Regions from separate parts of the Anser cygnoides genome. Here regions 1, 2 and 3 are each linked to region 4. The links are chromatin contacts, called in public Hi-C maps. All regions are on one chromosome and are shown on one strand. The core of a region is the stretch at or near the end of the contact, and the rest is flanking DNA. Distances in the headings are between cores, read along the strand shown.

Region 1 (2,700 bases), core at 31-2,530, 270 kb before region 4:
TGGAACTTTTGTTGATTTGTTGAATGCAGAGGAAGCTTCTGATTTTTTATTTATTTATTTATTCTGTTTTTAATCCTAAAATGAACCCGGCACTGACGTATAAGAAACAGTAATTCCACCAGGCATGGCAGCTATTTGAAGCTTATCTAGCGGTGGGAAACTCAGCTCTGCAGAGGAAAAATGTGTGTCCTAGTTACTCACACCCCCTTCGTACGGCCATACGTGGTCCTAAAGTCCAAACAAAGTTTGGTGCCCATTTTCCTGAACTCCTGTGGTGGAACTGGAGCTCTCTGTAAACACTGCAGTTCTCCAGAGGACACCAAAGAGAAATGGGAACAGACTTACTTTTGATGTTTTTGTGTCATAGCCCATAATACTAACGCTCATCTCCCTCCTACACCCCTTTCTAAATATAGCAGCCGGGGAGAAGTCAACAACCGCCGGGCTAAATACTACTGAAAGAATGTAAAACAGCCCAAAGTTCAGTTTTCCTCATTCATCCCTGTAATTTCCAATACCGCAGAACTAACCGAGGAGCCTCTTGTCACAGAAGGAGCAGTGCAACATGCGCGTCCTTCGGGACCAGCCCACGGTGCCGGCTGAGTTAATGCTGACCGGGGAAGAAAAGCTTCTTGTGAAGGAAGAGCTCTTGGGGCCGAGGCCCAGGCTGCTGATGGCACGGTTTAACTTCTGTCCAGGCTGAAAAGCTGGAAGGGAGGGCTGTGCTCGGACCTGGTGCCTCACTTCTGGGCTGTGATATTCATGCTGTCGATGCAAGGCCTGAGGAGCAATTCTAGAAAATCTTTATCATCTGAGCTCCATCTCGGAGGAAAACCTTCCCTGAGGATCACAATCGGTTTAAGTTATTGACTATAACTAAAGCAGCAGCAAGAAACCTTACTTTAAAGCATCGGCTTTTACCTTGCTTTGCATATGTTCGGTTATTTTCCTGAGGAAAATTAGTTTTCATTGGTTTACTTGTAACTAAACATAAACTTTATAATCAAATTTGTCCTTTTTGCTCTGCAGGAGCACACACTATTTACATATTTATATTACCACAAAACTTACCTTACACTCTTTAATTCTAGTTTTGCCTTTCTGTTATGCTAAAAATGGTAAATAAATATTTATTTACCAGCTGACTCAATTTATAGCTGTTATTTGCCTTATTGACTGAGGGATTCAACCACAGTGTCTTTTAAGCCTTTGAAACCAGTATGTCTCAATCTTTCATTTTCTATAGGTTGGAAGAGTACCAGCTTTCCTGATATTTTTTTTTTTTTATTTTAGCTTCTAAGTGATTTTATCAAAAAAGGACTGAAAATGAAGAAAAAAAAAAAGAGAGATTTTTATTCCTTCAGAAGAGCTGTCAGAGAGTCTAAAGTTTTCTTTTATCCTCTCAAACTGGTTAGCGGTGCTCAGCCATGTGATTTCTCCCAATTCATAGTTTGATTTTTGTAACAGCCCTGGCAGTAGAAATCATCATTTTTCTCTGCCAGTCTTTTTATAATGCATTCAACCACTAAAAGCTCAGTGGAATTTTACTTCAGCCTTTCCTGATATGACTTTTAATGTTGATTCTGAAACTCCATAGACTTGTTCAGGTCTGGTTCTTCTGGATTCCAAGAAATACCATACCTGGTCTTAAAAAAAGCAATATATTCCATACACAAGCTCTTAGGATCTTTGCAACATGTGTATCAAACCTTTCAAACTGAGGTCAGACAGACGTTTACAAATTTGAGTAAGAACCATGCCATCTTGTAAATATTTACTGTGGGGGTTCAGAAGAGGTGAACAAACTTTTCCATTGTACCCTGCAGATGGATGCCACATAAATATTTATTTATTTTTTAATTGTAACACATTGACTCTCTTGCAGAATCACAGTTTTTCTGCATTTAAGTGATTAATGATATACCAGCTCTTCTTGACTTGAGTGGCCAGTTTGGTTTATCTTGTAGATAAACCTAGAACAAGGTATTGGTAAAGTATGCAGCGTTGTACGGAGCTGGGAGTTTTATCTGTTTGCATTCAAAACCCACCAAAACCAACGAAACCAAAATCCTCTCACTTTTAGGTATTTTTAGGTGGTAACAACCTATTTTGGCACTCAGGTTCTGTCCATCTGTCTCATATCTGCCACTCCAGGAACTCTCTCTCTCCCAGTCTAGCAGTTGACCAAAGCATCATTACCTACGGAAGTCAAACTCCTGTTCAGCCTTCCATCTGCCTCCAGTAGATGGATATTTTCTTGGCTCACCCTTCATGAAGACAGTCTGTACCATGTTCAACACAGCTCAACCCAGTCCGGAGCCCAGGGAGTAACTGTGTTTTCATGCAGGACATTGGGGTTGCAATGAACGTCCTTTGAACTTGGAACTCACTGTTGCAATTAAGGTGTCATGAAAAAAATATTGCTTTGGTACGTGGCAAGACAGAGAACACCATTTACTCTAAGTCCATATAACCAAGAAGAAAATACGTATTTTATTTGCATTTTTAGAAGAATCAATGGATTTAAAGACATTGAGGACAGTTATATGTTGAATAAGTTGAACCTGGACTTTATAATCATGAAAATATTGAGATGAACAAAGGTCCATAGCTTTAGTGGAGAGAGCTCCTGAGAAAAATTGCTCATAATTGAATTCCTTCATAAGGAAAGTTATTTATAGCAGTATTATTTAATGTATA
Region 2 (2,700 bases), core at 32-2,531, 380 kb before region 4:
AAAGGGCTTTGGAAATGTTCGGTAGCAATCATTTTTTCCCAGCTCCTTTCTATATCTTTAACTTGGATCCTATCTTGTGTTTCCTTCATTGCTCAGACCAGGATCGGTGTCTCATGCTTGGACTTCGCTTCTCTCACACAGGAGCACTCGTGCTGCCCTCAGCAGTCTAAATTGTATTATGATAAGGCCAAGGGAGTTTTTACTTCAATTTGGGGGAAAAAAAAAAGTCTGGGAAAGAATGTAAATTGTAAACATTGAATTCCTATAATCAGCAACAACGTAAGTGCCAGACTATACTAAGCATACACATGGATTTAATTTTCATAGTTTTCATGGATCTCGGCTTGCAGATGATCGTGAAATAACTGGATAGCTTATTTAATGCGTTTTGGAGTAGGGGAATTTACAGCAGTAGCATTCCTATGGATGTCATCCAGAGTATGTTCTGCAATTGCTGTGCCCTCCAATTCAGTGTTTCAGTGGGTTTTGCTTAAAAAAAAAAAATGCATAAAATGCTCTCGTGTATGTACATATATATCTATCAGGTGAGCCATCTCATCAAAACGCTCAGCCTGATTGAGTGTAGCCTCTGTGACAGTGACTACTGTGTGTCTGGGTGCTTGAAGGCGTCCAAGTCTGTCTGTATGCACACAGTGTCCAGGAGGATGGACACGAATCCGAGCGGCAGCCTCTAGGTGCTGCTGTAACACAAACACAGAGAATGGGACCTGGATTTTCAAACGTTGCTTCTAATTTTGGGCTGCCAGCTTTAGCCACCCTGGCTCAGTTTTAAAGGCTTCGTAACTCCTGTTGACTTTAATTACATGTGCCAGACAAGCAGGCCTGCAAAGTGCCCGTGTTGTCAAACTTGCTGCAGAACAACCAAAGCAAAATAAAATCAAATGAGTAGCTTTGGGGAGGCTTTTAATTAAAACGTGAAATGATAGCTCTTGTCTTCGGAGAATAAGCGAGAGAAAGACTTCTATTTTGGTTGCTACCAAGCGTACAGACTACCAATTTGTTGTCCCAGTACCTTCCCTGTTTGCAGGAAGCTCTGCTCTCTGCAGAAGATCTTTGGGCTGAAGCCCTGGGCAGGGCTCTTCTGGCTCTCCTCCTCTTACCGCTGCCCTTTGTGCAGGGCATCGAGGTGGGACAGGGTGACCGCTGTTGGAAGGGGTGGTTTGGTTTCTGCTCCCAGGAGCGCTGCCGCACCAGGCTCGCCTCCGTTTCAGCCTGTTGCAGCGAAGCTCTGAGCTCGTCTGCTTGCTCAGATGAGCCCGTCTCTCCTCCCTGCAGCCTGGTTTGGGAAAGGGAAGCCGCTGTGCAGATCAATATTGCCTCGCGTCTTTATGTGGCTCAGAATTTGGAAGAGTTCAGTGGGCGTTCAGGACTTCATGCCATCCCCAAAGAATTTCCATTTTTCCAATAAGAGTCAGTTGTCATCGAGCATTTATTTTAAAGGTTTCGAAAATCCTTTCAGTCCCAAACCTCAATGGGGCACCTGACTTGTACCATTTACCATGACTTCTGTCTGTCAGCTTTGAGATGTTCCTATTGACCTAGAGAAAAAGAAGTCTAGATCGTTTAACTTGCCTGTGGGGAGCTGGGGGAAGAAATTACAGCTCTCATTCCTTGGGACAAAACATGATGTCCTTGCTTTTCTGAATCTCCTCTGTACAGGGTCACCACCAGTAGAAACCTGTAGTGGTGTCCTTGTAGCCTGACTTCAGTACTTGCTTTCACAAAGCTCTCAATGGACAGGAAAAAGAACATGGTGAAAAGTACCACTAAAGGGAACATTTCCATTAATTAAATAAATGATCTGGAAGAAAACTAGGACCTTGTATTGAATTAGCAGAGACATTTAGGGTTGGTGCTGGTTTTTTTTCTCCGCTCTGTGCTGTACGAGCAGCAGGTGATGCAAAATGGTGCTTGGAACTCGTTGAACATTCGTGGCTCTGCCCACTAGCTGACTTTGCTGTACTTGGATCACAAATCCGGATCTGCATGTTCCGTTTGCCCACGTTTCAAGTGCATTTGGAGTGGTGGCACGGAGATCGGGGCGGAGAAACCAGCTGCGTTAGAGCTGAAATGCGATTTCCTGGCGATGTTCTCTAAACAACCCAAAACATCTCAGGCTGAAGTGTTCCCCTTGTTGACTCCAGGTCCAGGCAGCTTGTGTTGTTCATTGGGGCCCATTGCTTTCCACAGCAGTAACGTCATTACCACTAACGACCTTTCATGCTGTACTTTTTTTTTTTTTTTTTTTCCTTGCACCACTCCAATGTCAAAGGAATTTCTCTGAAACAATGCATAGGACATTGCAACATTGATGGGGGGGGGTCAGTAAGTTCACGTTGAAGATCAGAAACGGGGACAAAGGGTAAGTGACTTGTCTATGTTTCCTCAGGAAGCTGAAGACAAAGATTAGAGTAAGATCCCAGATCTTCAGTTCCCAGGCTGTAACCACAAAATTATCATGGGACTCGCTAAAAAAAAAGTGCTTCTGTAGTAAATCCAAAAATGTTATCCACATTTCTTAATCCCTACAGATGAAAACACGCTGTACTACACAAAAACGAAACAGGAGTGAGGTGACACCACCCCCATTTCTATTCTGGTCTTCGTTTTATTTAGCTGTGTTACTTCAATTTACCTACCTTTTCCAAGGAGCTTTCACGACCTATACCTCGGCTGTTG
Region 3 (2,700 bases), core at 165-2,664, 310 kb before region 4:
TGAGAAATTACTGGTTTGGGGTTGTGACTAAAGTTTTAGGAGTCATCCTCTGATACAGAGCCTTTCTTAGCAGGTTCCTCCTCAAAGAAAACTAGTCCTGGGCTTTATTTTTTTTGGGGGGGTGGTGCTAGAGCAGTAAGGTGGATTTCCTTCAAGGCAAAGGGCTATCTTCCCAGGTCTGCCTCTGCAGAGGCTCTGTCACAACAGTATCAGAAAACAGGAGGTTGAACTGGGAAGCTGGAGTCTGCAAAGGCAGCAGGGGTGAGAGATTTAAAAATCATGGAAGACAAGGCCAAGGCTGATCTGATTGCTGAGCCTCACTGCGTGGAGGTGTAACTTCACCTGTTGCAAGCCACCTGCCCCATCCCCTTTCTGGTTAGGATAGGCAAGAACAAGGAGCAAAAGGACTTGGGGGGGGGGGGTGAGGGGGGGAAATCAACTTGAAACTTGACTCACAGGGGTGTGATACATATTTAAGAGGTGGTCCAACAGTAACTTGAAAGCCTGAGGAAGGTGGGGCGGGCGGGCAGGTCCCAGCTGCAGGGCTGTGCAGGAGGCCCTAGCCCCACCACCAGCGCCCTCTGCATGGCTGCCCCATCCCCCTGGCCTCCAGCCATGACTGGAAACCTCGCCTTTCCCTGGCCACAGAGCCTTCTGCAGCCAGCGTATGGAAAAGCACATCTGTGTCACTTCATTTGTGGTCAGCAATGTGAAATGTTTCCAGAGCTGAGAGTACGCGCTGAGCAGCGCTGATAGGTCCCAAAGAAATGGGACGAGAGTTAAGGTACGGGTAGAACATGAGCTCTGTATTTCCCAGCTGTCAGCTGTTTGGTTATTTCGAAGCATTTGCTTTATCCTTTTATTGTTCCTAAGTTGCGCCTAGCTTGGACTTGCTGTGCAGAGACCATGTTGGAAGATGCGCTTGTTGAAGCGAAGAAACCGCTCAGCAGTGAGGAAGCATGAACGACTGACTAAGAGCTTTTCTGTCTCATGATTTTTATTCTGCCAGTGTCTGGAGAAATAGGTAACCCGATAACAAGTATCCCTCGCGCAGAAGACTAAGTGGTGTAGGCCACAACAGACATGGTTGCACCCAGGCTTCGATAGTTGGACTGCATAGGCCGAACTCTGCCAGTGGGGACAGATCGGGTGTGCCAAGTGCCTGCTCCTGCAGCAGACATCCCACACGTTTCCCCTTTAAAAAATCCCATTTTCGTTTATTTTATTTATTTATTTATTTTCCTTACAACACAAGTAGCTGCTGAAACAGTAAGGCAGACCTCTCGCTTGAGGTGACAGCTTCCTCCAAGGGAACAGGAACAAACACCAGGGAAATTAAAGGGAGAGGCATTCATACAAGAATTTTTCAGGGCTGTTTTGTTTTCTTTTTCCATATGTATTTTTAATCCTCTCATGCTGGCGGTGGAAGAGGCATCAGAAGGCAGCGCGTTCATTAGGTGTGGTGTGGGACTTGTGAAGCCTGACCAAAATGAATACGCGTTGCTGGGTGGTCATTGAGTACGTGCTCTGGAAATAACTCCTTCATTTTCTCTTGAGGTTTGGGAGATGAAGGGGGACTTTCATTCAGCCTTCCTACTTATTTAAAATAATATGTTGGCATGCCAAGCAGCGCAGGATTTATTTTTTCTGATGCTGGGAGAAGAACCCCGTGATTAGGAAACTCTGGTGGTTTGTGAATCCCAGTCTGTTTTCTTGTATTTTAGATGCTTGTGTTTGTTGTATGGTAAGGTGTGCACAAAAGTAAAAGAAAGTGTATTTTGGGGAAAGTTGTGCAATGGGTGATGTTTTCTGAAAGAACAGTGTGTCTCTTCTGGCAGCATCATGGTCAAACAAGTAAATATGTATTTTGGTAAGGAGCCCAATTTTGAAAACATCCATGGATCTGTCCCTTCGTACCCTCCTTAGCGTGCTTGTAATTACAGCCAGTCTCTGAAAATACCACAGACATCACGTCAAGTATTCTTGTAATTTTTTTCATATTTCATGAACTTAAAATTACTTTTTTTAGTTCTGTGATAAAGGTCTGGATTGCTCCACTGTAAATACACTGTGTTTCTAGTATAATGAGCACAAGTTAGGATGAAGTAGCCCAGAACTCCGGTGGTGGTTTCTTGGCACTTCCTATGGAAGAAAACGTAGCTGAGTGCCGACTTCTGTTTATTTGTGACCTCAGCTGAAACTGTTGCTAACAGAATATATTTGGGCATTTGTATTTTCAGCGCAGAGGGATCTGTCCTGAGCTAACAAACAAACAAAAATAACCCTAACCATTTCCCTGCTGAGAATTTAGGAGATGGAGTACTGCTGTATTGCTGCTGCTGATCTCCTGTGGGTATGGAGGGCATTGAGGAAGTCAGGCTGTGGGACACAGGGAGAGAGGAGAGCCACAGCATGACTTCATGTGCTGAAAATCTTTCATCTGGTGACTGCTCACAACCAAGTGGTATCACTCCAGGAAAGTTACTCACGTGTTGGAAGTGGCTGCAGCAATGGACGGGAGAGAGGCAGCTTTCCCTGGAAGGATGGAAAAAATGAAGAAAAACTGCTGTAACCATAACTTTTGATTCCTTCTACTTCTGTTTTTATTCTTTTTTTGTTGCTGTTGTTGTCTTTTGGTACATGGAGGGTGTTGATGCAATCAGTTCTGTGCTGTGCTCTGTCCAGGGGCCACGCAAAGCA
Region 4 (2,700 bases), core at 20-2,519:
AAAGAAACAAGTACTTCTCAAGAGGTTCTTCCAATATTAAAATCTCTTCACCCAAGAGCCATGAAGAATCTTTCATTTCCAAGACTGACACTGACTCTGAGTGAGCAGCCAATACACAATAAAATGGGAAAAGACACACTTGTCAGCTTCCCAGAAGCTGACATCAAGAACAGTGTTTCTGAATCACAGTCCACAGAGCCTGAAATTCAAGGAGCAATTAAAGAGTTTAAAGATGTAGCAGAAGAACTAGCAGATGAAAAGCAGAATGTTGCACTGCTGAAATAAATACAGGGGTTTTTTTTTGTTTGTTTGTTTTTTGTTTTTTGTTTTGTTTTGTTTATTTGTTCATTTTTTTCTCTAGAATTGTAGAAAAGTTCTTCTTGACTTCCGGTCACTGCCATAGTAACAAATTGGAATGAACTTAAGGTCATATTATAGAAAATAGGTATAACTAATTATATTCAAATAGCTTTAGAACAGTGGGACAAAAATAAAAAATAATAAATAAACAAACAAGCAAACAAACTGTCCAGAAAGGATAGATGGGAAGAGGAATATCTGTAGTACCTATGGGATGATAAGTTACATACTGCAGCAGAGGTGAAATTATCCCCTCTGACAGACAGTTTGTGTCTATACAGTCAAGACTATAATGATTATATGTCCAGTTTTTCGTAAGTATGTAGGTATAATCATCTTTCCTTTCTTTCCTGAATGAGATGTAATGGTTAGTTGTGGCTGACATTTTTCTCAGCCCCTCCAGTAGGTATATCAAGGCGATTGGCATTGTGGTTGTTTGGGACCTGTGCCTGCTCTTCGGTTCTTCACGGGATAAGGAGCTGTGACAACTGTTACAGAGATCTCCAACTCACACTGCAAGTCAAAGACAAAGGATGCACAACTAAGCTCAGGAAAATAAATCCATGCTCTTATGACTCATTCAAAATCTGTCGTCTAGTGACTCTCCCATCCAAACCTGGTGTACTTGCACACTGAATACCAGCCCACACTCTGTTAGTAACTGATACACACCAGCTACTTCACATAACCATTTCTGAATTATTGTCATCTGATATGGTCAATGTGGAGATGAGAATAAAGTAAACGACTATTACTCAAAGTTTCCCTAGACTGAAGTTAAAGAAACCCAAGTTGTACAAATTCAATAACAAGTGTACACAGTCTTGGAGTCATGCACATATACATACAGAGTAACTAATTACCAAGCTTGATATCTACATTAATAATTTCTTGCATATGCTGTCCACACTTGTAACATGCCAGAAGTTTTATAGAATGTGTATATAACCAATAATTTATATATTTAATGTGAGTGTACTCCTACTGCTGAAGGGCTGTGATCTTCTGGGCAGAACAAGCAAAGTAGTTTTTGTGTCTGCCTTAAGGACAAGCCAGCAGTATCTCATTAAAACATTCAAATACCACTAGGATAAGCAAGAAAAGAGGGAGATCACCACAGGTTTCTACACATAAAACCATCATTTATACCTGAATCCCAAAACCTGACTCCTGGTAGTATCAAGAATGAGGACAGCAAAGAAAACAAGATTCAGAAGGTGGCAGGGCTTCCTAGGAAGGCATGGCCCCATCCTGATGGACAGGATCCCAGGTAAGGTTTACATTTCAGATCAAGGGTAGCTCAAAAGGTAAGCAAATATTGCTCTGAACACTGAATGCTTACATGTGAAAACAGATCAAAATCTCAGGATTCTAGGTGAAAGATAACGAGTAAATAGTATTTGATATATTTAAATTGTGTTGTTTTCTGCATGTGACCTTTGTATCCAAGCTTACAACTAAAATCCGATCTCAGGTCTACCTAATACAGCTTATATTTGCTTTACTATTGCGCTTGTCTAGTGATGAAAGCAAGAAGATAGAAAAAAAAAATACCCCATCTCCCTGGAGGCAGTGGATGCAAAGAAGTGTATATAAACAGCCTCACTAACTTGTACCGAGAAATATGCTGAGGAAAGAGGTGGAATTGAGTGTTTTCTACAAGGCTGTACTGCCAGGTGCTGAGCTGTGGGAAGACAGAAGCTAGTGTTCATTATACAAGGCAGAGATGTTGATGGATACTCCATGGCTCAAGGCTATCTATAATCCCAGGGTAACACAAAACCTGCAAGTCATCTGAAACGAACAAAATTGGTAGTCCCTCTGGTATCATTGACTGCAGAGTATGCAAGGCAGTCATAAGACGTCTCTTAGATGTGCTTCTGGAAAGGAATACTGAGGAAAAATGAAAGAAATTTGTGCCAAGAAAAATAATTTCTTTATATCATAGATACATAATCCAAGGCATGCCATGAAAGAAATTCTCTCTGGCTAGAAGGCAACTAAACATTATTTTCTGTGGTCGAACAGCATTATTGTAGACTAAATAGTGAAGCTGATGTTTGAAGAGTCTGAACTGAAAGAAGCAACAAACTTCCCCTCACCCCCCGCCTCCCGGGGTTTGTTTGCTTTTAAAATCAGTGATAGATTTGATAGAATCTGATGGTATCAAAGAACTGCTTAGCAGTAGGATATCTTTTCCTCTCTAACTACAAAGAGGCATAACTTACAAGAGAATTTGTATATTCTAGGCATGCACATATTAATGAACAGATATGCAGACTCAGAACCTCCAGATACCTTTTTGCAATTTAATCTTGCTGACTTGGAATGGTTCAAAGA

What was found. A called contact is a pair of places that touch in the nucleus more often than the background predicts.
Region 1: a Hi-C map of liver shows a contact between it and region 4, with 5 times the contacts expected there. The contact joins two enhancer-like sites. A contact is called at or near these places in 2 of 7 Hi-C or Micro-C datasets (both in liver).
Region 2: a contact with region 4 is called in a Hi-C map of liver, with 2.3 times the contacts expected there. The contact joins two enhancer-like sites. A contact is called at or near these places in 2 of 7 Hi-C or Micro-C datasets (both in liver).
Region 3: a contact with region 4 is called in a Hi-C map of liver, with 3 times the contacts expected there. The contact joins two enhancer-like sites. A contact is called at or near these places in 2 of 7 Hi-C or Micro-C datasets (both in liver).

The regions. Positions count from the first base shown.
Region 1 is chr2:139,907,736-139,910,435 of Taihu_goose_T2T_genome, forward strand. No RefSeq gene overlaps it. Among named protein-coding and RNA genes, the nearest start is that of CPQ, 10 kb to the right of the region's middle. Within about 2 kb of position 1,281, at least 2 of the 3 cell types and tissues checked have open chromatin away from gene starts, as enhancers often do. A contact at or near this core is called in liver, where this site is marked.
Region 2 is chr2:139,796,265-139,798,964 of Taihu_goose_T2T_genome, forward strand. No RefSeq gene overlaps it. Among named protein-coding and RNA genes, the nearest start is that of PTDSS1, 33 kb to the left of the region's middle. Within about 2 kb of position 1,282, at least 2 of the 3 cell types and tissues checked have open chromatin away from gene starts, as enhancers often do. A contact at or near this core is called in liver, where this site is marked.
Region 3 is chr2:139,858,282-139,860,981 of Taihu_goose_T2T_genome, forward strand. All of the region lies in intron 1 of SDC2 (syndecan 2), which reads left to right. Among named protein-coding and RNA genes, the nearest start is that of SDC2, 14 kb to the left of the region's middle. Within about 2 kb of position 1,415, at least 1 of the 3 cell types and tissues checked has open chromatin away from gene starts, as enhancers often do. A contact at or near this core is called in liver, where this site is marked.
Region 4 is chr2:140,173,237-140,175,936 of Taihu_goose_T2T_genome, forward strand. No RefSeq gene overlaps it. Among named protein-coding and RNA genes, the nearest start is that of MTDH, 36 kb to the right of the region's middle. Within about 2 kb of position 1,270, at least 1 of the 3 cell types and tissues checked has open chromatin away from gene starts, as enhancers often do. A contact at or near this core is called in liver, where this site is marked.